Regions from separate parts of the Ovis aries genome. Here region 2 is linked to region 1. A link is a contact called in public Hi-C data. All regions are on one chromosome and are shown on one strand. The core of a region is the stretch at or near the end of the contact, and the rest is flanking DNA. Distances in the headings are between cores, read along the strand shown.

Evidence for each region. A called contact is a pair of places that touch in the nucleus more often than the background predicts.
Region 2: a contact with region 1 is called in a Hi-C map of hypothalamus, with 5 times the contacts expected there. The contact joins two enhancer-like sites. A contact is called at or near these places in 4 of 16 Hi-C or Micro-C datasets (hypothalamus, omental adipose tissue, skin fibroblasts and 1 more).

What each region holds. Positions count from the first base shown.
Region 1 is chr1:22,043,856-22,047,885 of ARS-UI_Ramb_v3.0, reverse strand. No RefSeq gene overlaps it. Among named protein-coding and RNA genes, the nearest start is that of FOXD2, 97 kb to the right of the region's middle. Within about 2 kb of position 2,000, at least 5 of the 54 cell types and tissues checked have an H3K27ac peak or open chromatin away from gene starts, as enhancers often do. A contact at or near this core is called in hypothalamus, where this site is marked.
Region 2 is chr1:22,226,367-22,230,396 of ARS-UI_Ramb_v3.0, reverse strand. No RefSeq gene overlaps it. Among named protein-coding and RNA genes, the nearest start is that of TRNAS-GGA, 10 kb to the right of the region's middle. Within about 2 kb of position 1,661, at least 6 of the 54 cell types and tissues checked have an H3K27ac peak or open chromatin away from gene starts, as enhancers often do. A contact at or near this core is called in hypothalamus, where this site is marked.

The DNA.
Region 1 (4,030 bases), core at 751-3,250:
GGGATCAGGCCCCTAGCCCATCATCGTACATACGGGAAAATGCAGGCTCAGGAAGGAAGAGATCAGGACCAGCTTGGAAGCAGAGGGCAGAGGGAGCTCTTGAAGAGAAGCCTTCCTGGAATGCCCAGCCATTGTGCTGAGCCTTGCTTGGAGACTGAGCAGGACTGCGAAGGTGGGTCCAGGTGGGAAGGGCATATTGAGCAGAGGGACAGCATGAGCAAGTGCCCAGATGTCACTGATGAACGTGGAAGAAGACAAGTCACCTGGTCTGTCAGGGTCTGTGCTGGAGTGCGGCAGACAGGGAGCTGAGAGGTTGAGGCAGGTTTTCAAGATCAGGGAGGGGAGGACGTATAGGGCGTGTCAGGGAAGCTCTTGAGGTAGTAGGGAGCCCTGCAGGGCAGCAGCAGCATTGGATCAGCATTTTAGGACGAGTACTACAGGGCAAGAGGCCAGGCTGTGGGCTTAACCCAGGTGCAAGTAAACTGAGGGCCATGCCAGGAGGGACAGGGAGAAGTCGGTGGGTATGAGAGACACCAAGGAGACTCTTCAAAGAGCCTTCACTTTCTAGAGGAGAAAACGGAGTTGAAGAGAGTGGACCTAGAAGAACTAGACAGTTTTGATGACTTTAAACCTGGCTGACCAAAGCACAGAGAGCCATCTTTAACTCAAAGGACTGTAGTTATGGGATTTTCAACAGAGGAGAGAACTCAGAACAGAGGGGCTTCCTGAGGCCCCACCCATCACACCAGCTGCTGCCCCAACTACAAAGCTCTCCACCGGGGTCCCCTTCCCATAAGCCTGCCCATCCTCCTCTCCCTCCCAGCGAGGAAAGCAAAGGCCTCAGGCCCAGCAAGGAGACCCACAGGACAGGATGGCGGAGAAAGCCCTGCTCCCTGGCTGGAGAGGGGCTTAGACAAATCATAGGGCAGTTGCCCAGCTTTCTTCCAGCTTCATCTCCTTCCTCCCTTCTTCCTGTCTCCTCTGGCTCCATGCCCAGGGCTGCCCCCAGCCTCTTACGAGGTGCCTCTCTGACCCTCAGTCTCCTCCTCTGTGAAGGGGAGGTACCAGGATTTAGCAAGCAAGGCTGCTGAAATTGTTGGCAGGTGCCATGCCCAGAGGAAAGGGCATCAGATCCTTTCTCAATAAACGATTCCACTTTTTCCACGTGAGACTGCCCTTTGCAATTTACAAATCCCTTTCATTTGTGTCAGCACAACACTGTGAGATGAGCGTTATGGGGCCAAAAGACTGTCTCGCACTGACGCCCAAAAGCCAATCAGGATTTGAACGGGGGCCCCCAGCGCGTTCTCTCTCCCAGAATCAGTCCGTTCGCCCCCAACCCGCTGCTGTCTCCGCCTTCACTGGCTTCCGCCAGTGGGGCCCCAGTCCCACCGCCCTCAACCCCCTGCCCTCTCCTCCCTCCTCCCTCCTCCCTTCCTCTCCTTCCCCACCCCACCCGCCCCCCGCTTTCCCCTCCCCTTCCTCCTCGGCGCCGCCCCCTCCTCCTCCTTGTCCTCGGAGCCCAAATACGCGACACCTGGAGCAATAGCAGCCGCCCCGCGGCCTGGGCCTCATTACAGGGCCGGCCCTTATCGCGGCGTGCATCACATTATTTCATTTCAAAGAATCCGCAGAGAAACCCGTCCCCCGGCCGACAACAGAAAGTAAAAACACAGCTGACTCCCATTAGGGCCCTCTCACAGGCTCCGCGTGAGGTAATGAAATATGGAAGCGGTGAGATATGTAATGCTTTATTAAGCGGTCTCAGCTACAACGGCGTGCATGCCAATTACGCCTGCAGGCTACCGCCCGCCCCCGGCCGCCGGACCACCCAGCGCGCGCCCGGCCCGCGCCCCGGCCGCGGATCGGGGAAGGAGGGAAGGAGGAGCGAGGGGAGGAAGGGGGAAGAGGTACGGAAGAAGGGGAGGACGGCGGGGGAAGGAGAGGGGAGGGTGGTGAGGAAGGAGTAGGAGGAGGACGAGGCGTACAGAGGAAGGGGAGGGACACTGGCCGGTGGGCAGCGCCATCTCGGGCTAATGGAAGGTAGCAAGGCATCCTTTGGGGCCCTGAGACAGCCAAGCCTATTTTTTCCCCTGGGGGCTCTAGGAATCTTAGAGTGACGCGAGACTTAGAAGACTTAGTCACTTAGTCTTAGTGACTTAGAAGACTCAGGTTCCTAGAAGACAGGAAAGGGAATGGCCAAAACTAAGGCTCAGAGAGGTAAAGACACAAGAGGGTCACACAGATGCGTCCTGGGCAAGACTGGTGGGAGGCCAGGCCTCCTGTTTCCTAAACTGGGTCGTTTCCATTCTACCAAACTGCCTTTTCTTTTCCCTCTAATGATACCTAAATGGCAGTCCCAGGATCATTTTGTGGATGAGAAACTTCTTTTTTTTACATCTGACACTCTGACATCCCTGAAGTCCTCTGCCCTAACTAGCCCGGTATTTTCCAAGCTTCGCACGGTTTTCTGAGCCCTGCCGCTGCCGTGACTAGGCTGCTAGCCTCTCTGAGAACCAGTTTCCTTTCCTGTATAACCGGGATGACAGTCTCCATCTCCCTGGAGTATGGCACAGATGGAATGAGAGGGTGTAGTCCTGTCCGCAACGACACCTGCAGGACTCAGCGCTGCAGTCGACGTGTCCCGTCAGTCATTCAGCAAGTGGTTCCCGAGCAGCCGCCTGGTGCCAGGGAGTGTGCAGGCTGGCGTCCTTGCCTGGAAAAGGCAGGCAAGGTAATCCGACCCCCTTCAGGAAGCTCTGGTAAAGGTTCAGCTGCAGAGAGGGAAGTGAAAATTACTGGCTAATATGGAATTTGGGATTATCTGGGGATTTGCATTATCCATTCAAGGAGTTCTCGGCCGTTTTTTCTCCCTCAGCACAAACAAAGCAATGGTTGACTGCTTCAGGAGGGTCCAGAGGGAGGCGCTGTAGCAGGTAACCCCGGGCTGCATGGCTAGTCTGTACTCAGGGCCCAGGCCTGTTCCTGAGGCCCAAGCAAGCACTGCACAAGGGGGGGCGTTGCAGAGCATTATTTTGGAGAGGTGACCTGGAATTCTTCTGGGTTTCTTAAAAGAAAAATGGTGAACTGTGGTTCTTTCATTGGTTTTAGCAGCAGATTCCATGTGAGTCCAGCATGTAGATTCCAAAGTAAGATCTGTTGGAGGGAGTTTGCCCTCAGTGACCCCAACTCCCATTTGGCCTCACTCTGCTGAACCCCTCCCCTGATCTTCTCAGCTGCCTGGAGCTTCCTACCTTCTACAAGGAGAGAAAATACTGACACACACTTAGGCAGTGGTTCCCTCATGCCAGGCACTATCATATTATATATATATAGTAGATATTATATTATTAATAATGAACTATTAATATACATTCACTATTAATAGATAATGAACTATGTTAACAGATAATAATGAACTATTTGAAATACAAATAAAATAATGCTTATTTGATCTTTGGGTGTGTGTATGTGTTCACTCAGTTGCTCAGTAGTGTCCAACTCTTTGCGACCCCAGGGATTGTAGCCCACCTGGGCCCACGTCTCTTGCACCTCCTGCATTAGCAGGCAGATTCTTCACCACTGTACCATCCAGGAAGCCACATTTAATCTTCATAGGAACTCTTTAAGGTCTGTGCTTATCATTTTTTAGATGAGGAAACGACCCCAGAAAAGTGAACTGATTTGTTGAAGTCAGTGGCTAGGAAATGATAGGTAACCTGCGCAGTTTGGTTCAAAACTCCACACTACAGATCATATAATCTGGAATTCACAGGGAGAAGGCAAGGATGAAGGCAACTTAAGGGATGTGATGAATAGCACTAATATGCCTACAAAAACCTATGAGCTGCTATTACACATTTATTTACTTCTCTCAACACTCTTGTAAGATAGGTTTCATTGCCTCATTTTACAGCTAAGGAAGCTGAACCCCGAGGTAAAGGCCCTTGCCCAAGTTTATTCAGCAGGTCCGTGCAGAGCCATAGTTAGAACCTAGATCTGACGGCCAAGTCAATGTTCCCTCACTCTT
Region 2 (4,030 bases), core at 412-2,911, 180 kb before region 1:
TGTCTCATTAATCCACCCCTCCCCCAACAGTCTGAGAAGCACCTCATCCCAGTGTTCAGGTTCAGAACTGATGCCCAGAGAGGTTCTGTGGTTTGACTGCAATCTCACAGCCAGTACAAGAATGAAATTCCAACCCAGATCTAACTCCAAAGTCCTCTTGCTTAACCTCCAAGAGAACAAGAAGGCCACCACTGGAGCAAGGAGCAATGGGAGGCAGGAAAGCAGAGGCAACCTGGATGCCGGCTCCACTCCTTGCCAGTGAATGGCTGTGGGTCGTGGGTCTGTCTCAGCTGCCCCATTTGTAGACTGCAAATAATTCCTGCCCTGCCAGCCTCACTCACCTCAAGAACAGAGGTGGAAGCGCATGGAAAACTGCGGCGGTGTCCAAACACTGGGACCGAGTGCGTACCATGCTTTACAGTTTACGAAGTACACGGTATACGAAGCGCATCCCTGTGTGACCTCCAGTCACCCTGTCTGAAGCTCATCAACCCTCTCCAGCATCATCGCAAACAGAGGCGGAGGAGTCAGATGCTAGACGGCAGGGGCCGGGCCAGGAGCCGGGTGCGCCTCCGGCCACGAGCGCAAGGGGGCGCCATGGGCTCACAGCGAGCTGGGGCGGCGGAACCCACCGCGAGAGATCGCTTTCTGTACTCTTACTCACAGCAACCAGGCTCCGCAGAGCGCCGGGGGGTGCCCGGGTTCCAGGAGCGACAAGGAGGGGTGGAGGAGACTTGCGCCGAGTCTGAATTTGAAATGTGAAGTCCGGAAAGTCAGCTGCCTCTCCCCGCTGTGTGACCTCCCCTGAGACGTTCGACCTCTCTGAGCGTCACTTACACAGAAATACAACTCCCTCCACCGATGCTGCTCTAACCCAGTCCGCCAAAGGCTCCTGAAACCACAAAATGAGATCGCTCATTCAGACTAGCAGTGCAAACTGTAAACCCTCCTTCCCACGTAGAAATTCGCCCCTTTCTCACTCTTCTTGGACTCTGCATCCGAAGCCCCTCGGAGTCAGCACGCAGGGATCTCCGCATTCTCATTTTACAGAAGCGCAAACGAAGGCTCAGAGAGGTCGCTCTTTCGGGGTCTTGTGGCTCATTTGGGCATACACGGAATGGTCTCCTGACACCAGCACCGGACTGTCCCTTCCTGGTCCAGGGGCCTCAGGTACCTGGCAGCACTGACCTCTGCCGACTGGGTACGTATGAGCCTTCTGCAGAGACCGGAGTGCTCAGGAGTCTGAAACTATCGAAGCCGAAGAGCCCATAAGGTCCGGACCTCCCGCTTGGGCCCGGAGGCCTTGGGCCTAAGGCCAAGGGTACTCGGACCCCAATTCTGGTCCTATCTTCTAGCTCGGCCACACTGCCATTCCTGGGCGTCCCTGGCTGCAGCGCATCCGCTGTGTGATGGGGGCCTCTCTTTGGAGGCAGAGAGCTCACCCCAACTCCGGACGCCGGGGGCTCTCCGCCCGCGGGCCCCCACCCTGCCTCTTCCGAGCCGCACCTCGATGCACCCCCCCCCCTCCCGCCACGCTGGGCAGGATCGCGGGAGTCAGGCCGCGGGAGGGGTGGCCCGTACGGCCCCCTCGCCTGCAGCTGTGTGCACACGTGTAATTAGCTCTAATTATCCCGGGCTTTTTCAGTTCGTAGGCTCCAGGCCTGAGAGCCGCGCCGGGTGAACGCACCCTCTCCGCCCAGGGAACCGGCTCTATCCCAGTCCCCAGGACCTCGCGTCGCCTGTGTACCCACGCCTCCACCCAGCGTCTACACCTCCGCCACGTGCTGGCCTGTGAGCGTCTTTGTGTGTCCGCGGGTGTGTGTTCACACTCACGCGTCTGAGCACGAACCTGGCGCGGAAAGGGAGAGGGGCGGTGGCGCGGCGGGAGGAGAACCAAATGGTTCTCAGCTGCGAAGGAAGGAAGCGCCCGGGCCCCGCTGTCTCCCATCCCCGCCAGTCCTGCATAAACATGAGCCCCCACCACCAGCACCCCCCGCCCCGGGGCAGCGGCCCAGACCGAAAATCCCAGGATTTCTGCCCTAACCGCGGAGCCGCGGTGTTGACGCAGCTCTGCTCCCCACGCCCTCGAGCCGTTTAGCCCCTCGGCCAGCAGCAGGCCTCTCTGTCCACAGGTGGCAGAGCCAGGGCTCCGAGAGGTCGGGGCGCCCGTCCCAGGCGGCGCAGCAGGCCAGGAGAGCCGCAGCGCAGGATTGGGGTCGGCTCTAAGAGAACTGCGGAGACAGGAGGGGAACGCTTCCGACTCCCCGGTCCTCTTTGTCGGATCGCGGATCCCTAGCCCTGGAAGCCCCTGGTCCTGCGTACTCGGTCCGTGGCGACTTCCAGTCCACTCCCTGCGGCCGACTTGCCTAGTCTACGCGGAAGGGAACCAGAGAGCCGGGAAAAGCCCCAGGAGCCTTAGCTGGAGGTGGCAGGGTCCGCCCCGGGTCCCCCGGAGCAGGATTTCTCAGCACACTTGCTCTGCCCTCCCTTCCCCTTTCCTGGGGTCTCTGTGTGTCCCCCTGTCCCCGCTCCCGTCTCCAGTCTCTTTTCTTTCTTGCTCTCTGACCCTATTGACTCCTTGCCCGGTGTCGCGCACCGCCTTTGTCTCTGTCTCTGCCTCTCCTCGGATCTCTGTTGGTGAAGCACCCCCCACCCCCACCCCGCCCCCGCAAAGGAACACACACCGGCAGAATCCGCCTTTTCAATAAAAAACGACAACTGGGAAACAGAGTGAATTAAAAAGCATTAACTTAAAAACAATCCATGTGTCTGTAAATGCGTTCCAAATGGCAGCCCTTCGGCGGGGGTTGGGGGAGAAGGGGGGACGGGTCGGCCATATGTTCTGGAGCCTCAGACACAAAATACAGGGGGCTCAGCGCCACGCGGTGGACCCTTCCCGCTAGCCACCTGGGACAGCAGAGTCTAGGGAGGGGGACTTCGTCTGTGCCCTCACCCTGGCAGAGCCCCCCCACCTAAATTCCTGGTCCCTCCCATGATTCCGTCATCTGCTGGCCCCTCCTACCCCGATGCCTCCAAACCTTCCTGTGCTGATCTCAGCTCTCCCTTCGCACCAGCCCTCACCAGCCCCCACACACAGATTCCACCCCCTTCCTTCCCCACCCCACCGCACCCCTGGTCTTGGACCCCATACTTCCGCACCCAGGGCCTGCCCTGCCCCACCCCCATTCTGCCCTTCTGCCCCTAGACCACCCAGCAGCCCTGGCTCGGGGAGAAGTGGTTAGAACAAAGCTTTCCTTGGCCTGAAGAAATTCTCCAGGGAGCCGCGTGGAGAAAGGGAGCTCCCAGTCCTGGTACCTGCAGCCTCTCTGTTCTCCCAGAGGACATCGAAAGTTGTATATCTGAAGGCAGCGTAGCTCTCCAAGCATAACAGAAGTCAGTGCTGTCCTTTGAAGCCCTGACTTTGAGGGGGAACTTCCCTCCCCTCAAAGTCCATCCTGCCACCCTACCACTCCTGGCAACCATCCTCTGCCCCTCTGCCTGGGAGTTGGAAGGATTGGAGAACCTCAAACAGGGGCATAATTAGAGAAGAGGGGACTGGGCAGGGTGCCCAGATTCTGCCGCCCCCTCTTCTCAACTGGCAAGGACATCCTAAGACTATAAACCAGACAGGAGGAAGATCTGGATTCTTAGTCTTGCTCTGCTGGTGACGATGACTTAAGATTAGAATAGCGATAATATTAACAATCGTCATCATAATATAGCAGCTAACATTTGTTGAGCTCCTTCCGTGTGCGTGCCATACATTAGCGCACAGAAATCACTAATAGCTGGATGAGTTTGAGCAGTAGCTTGCCCTGCCCGGGCCTCAGTTTCCCTCTCTGTAGCAGGAAAGGGTGGGACCTCCAGGCTAGACAGTGAATCTGAAACGTCTGTAATTGAATCAAAATCTAGACAAGGTGTATCTGTTGTCACCATTCCTATCTGTTCAATAAAGATATAAGGAAGCCAACTAGGAAAAAGTTCAGAATTATTCTGTGTTCTTGAAAGAAAATGAAAAAGCCATCCCTTT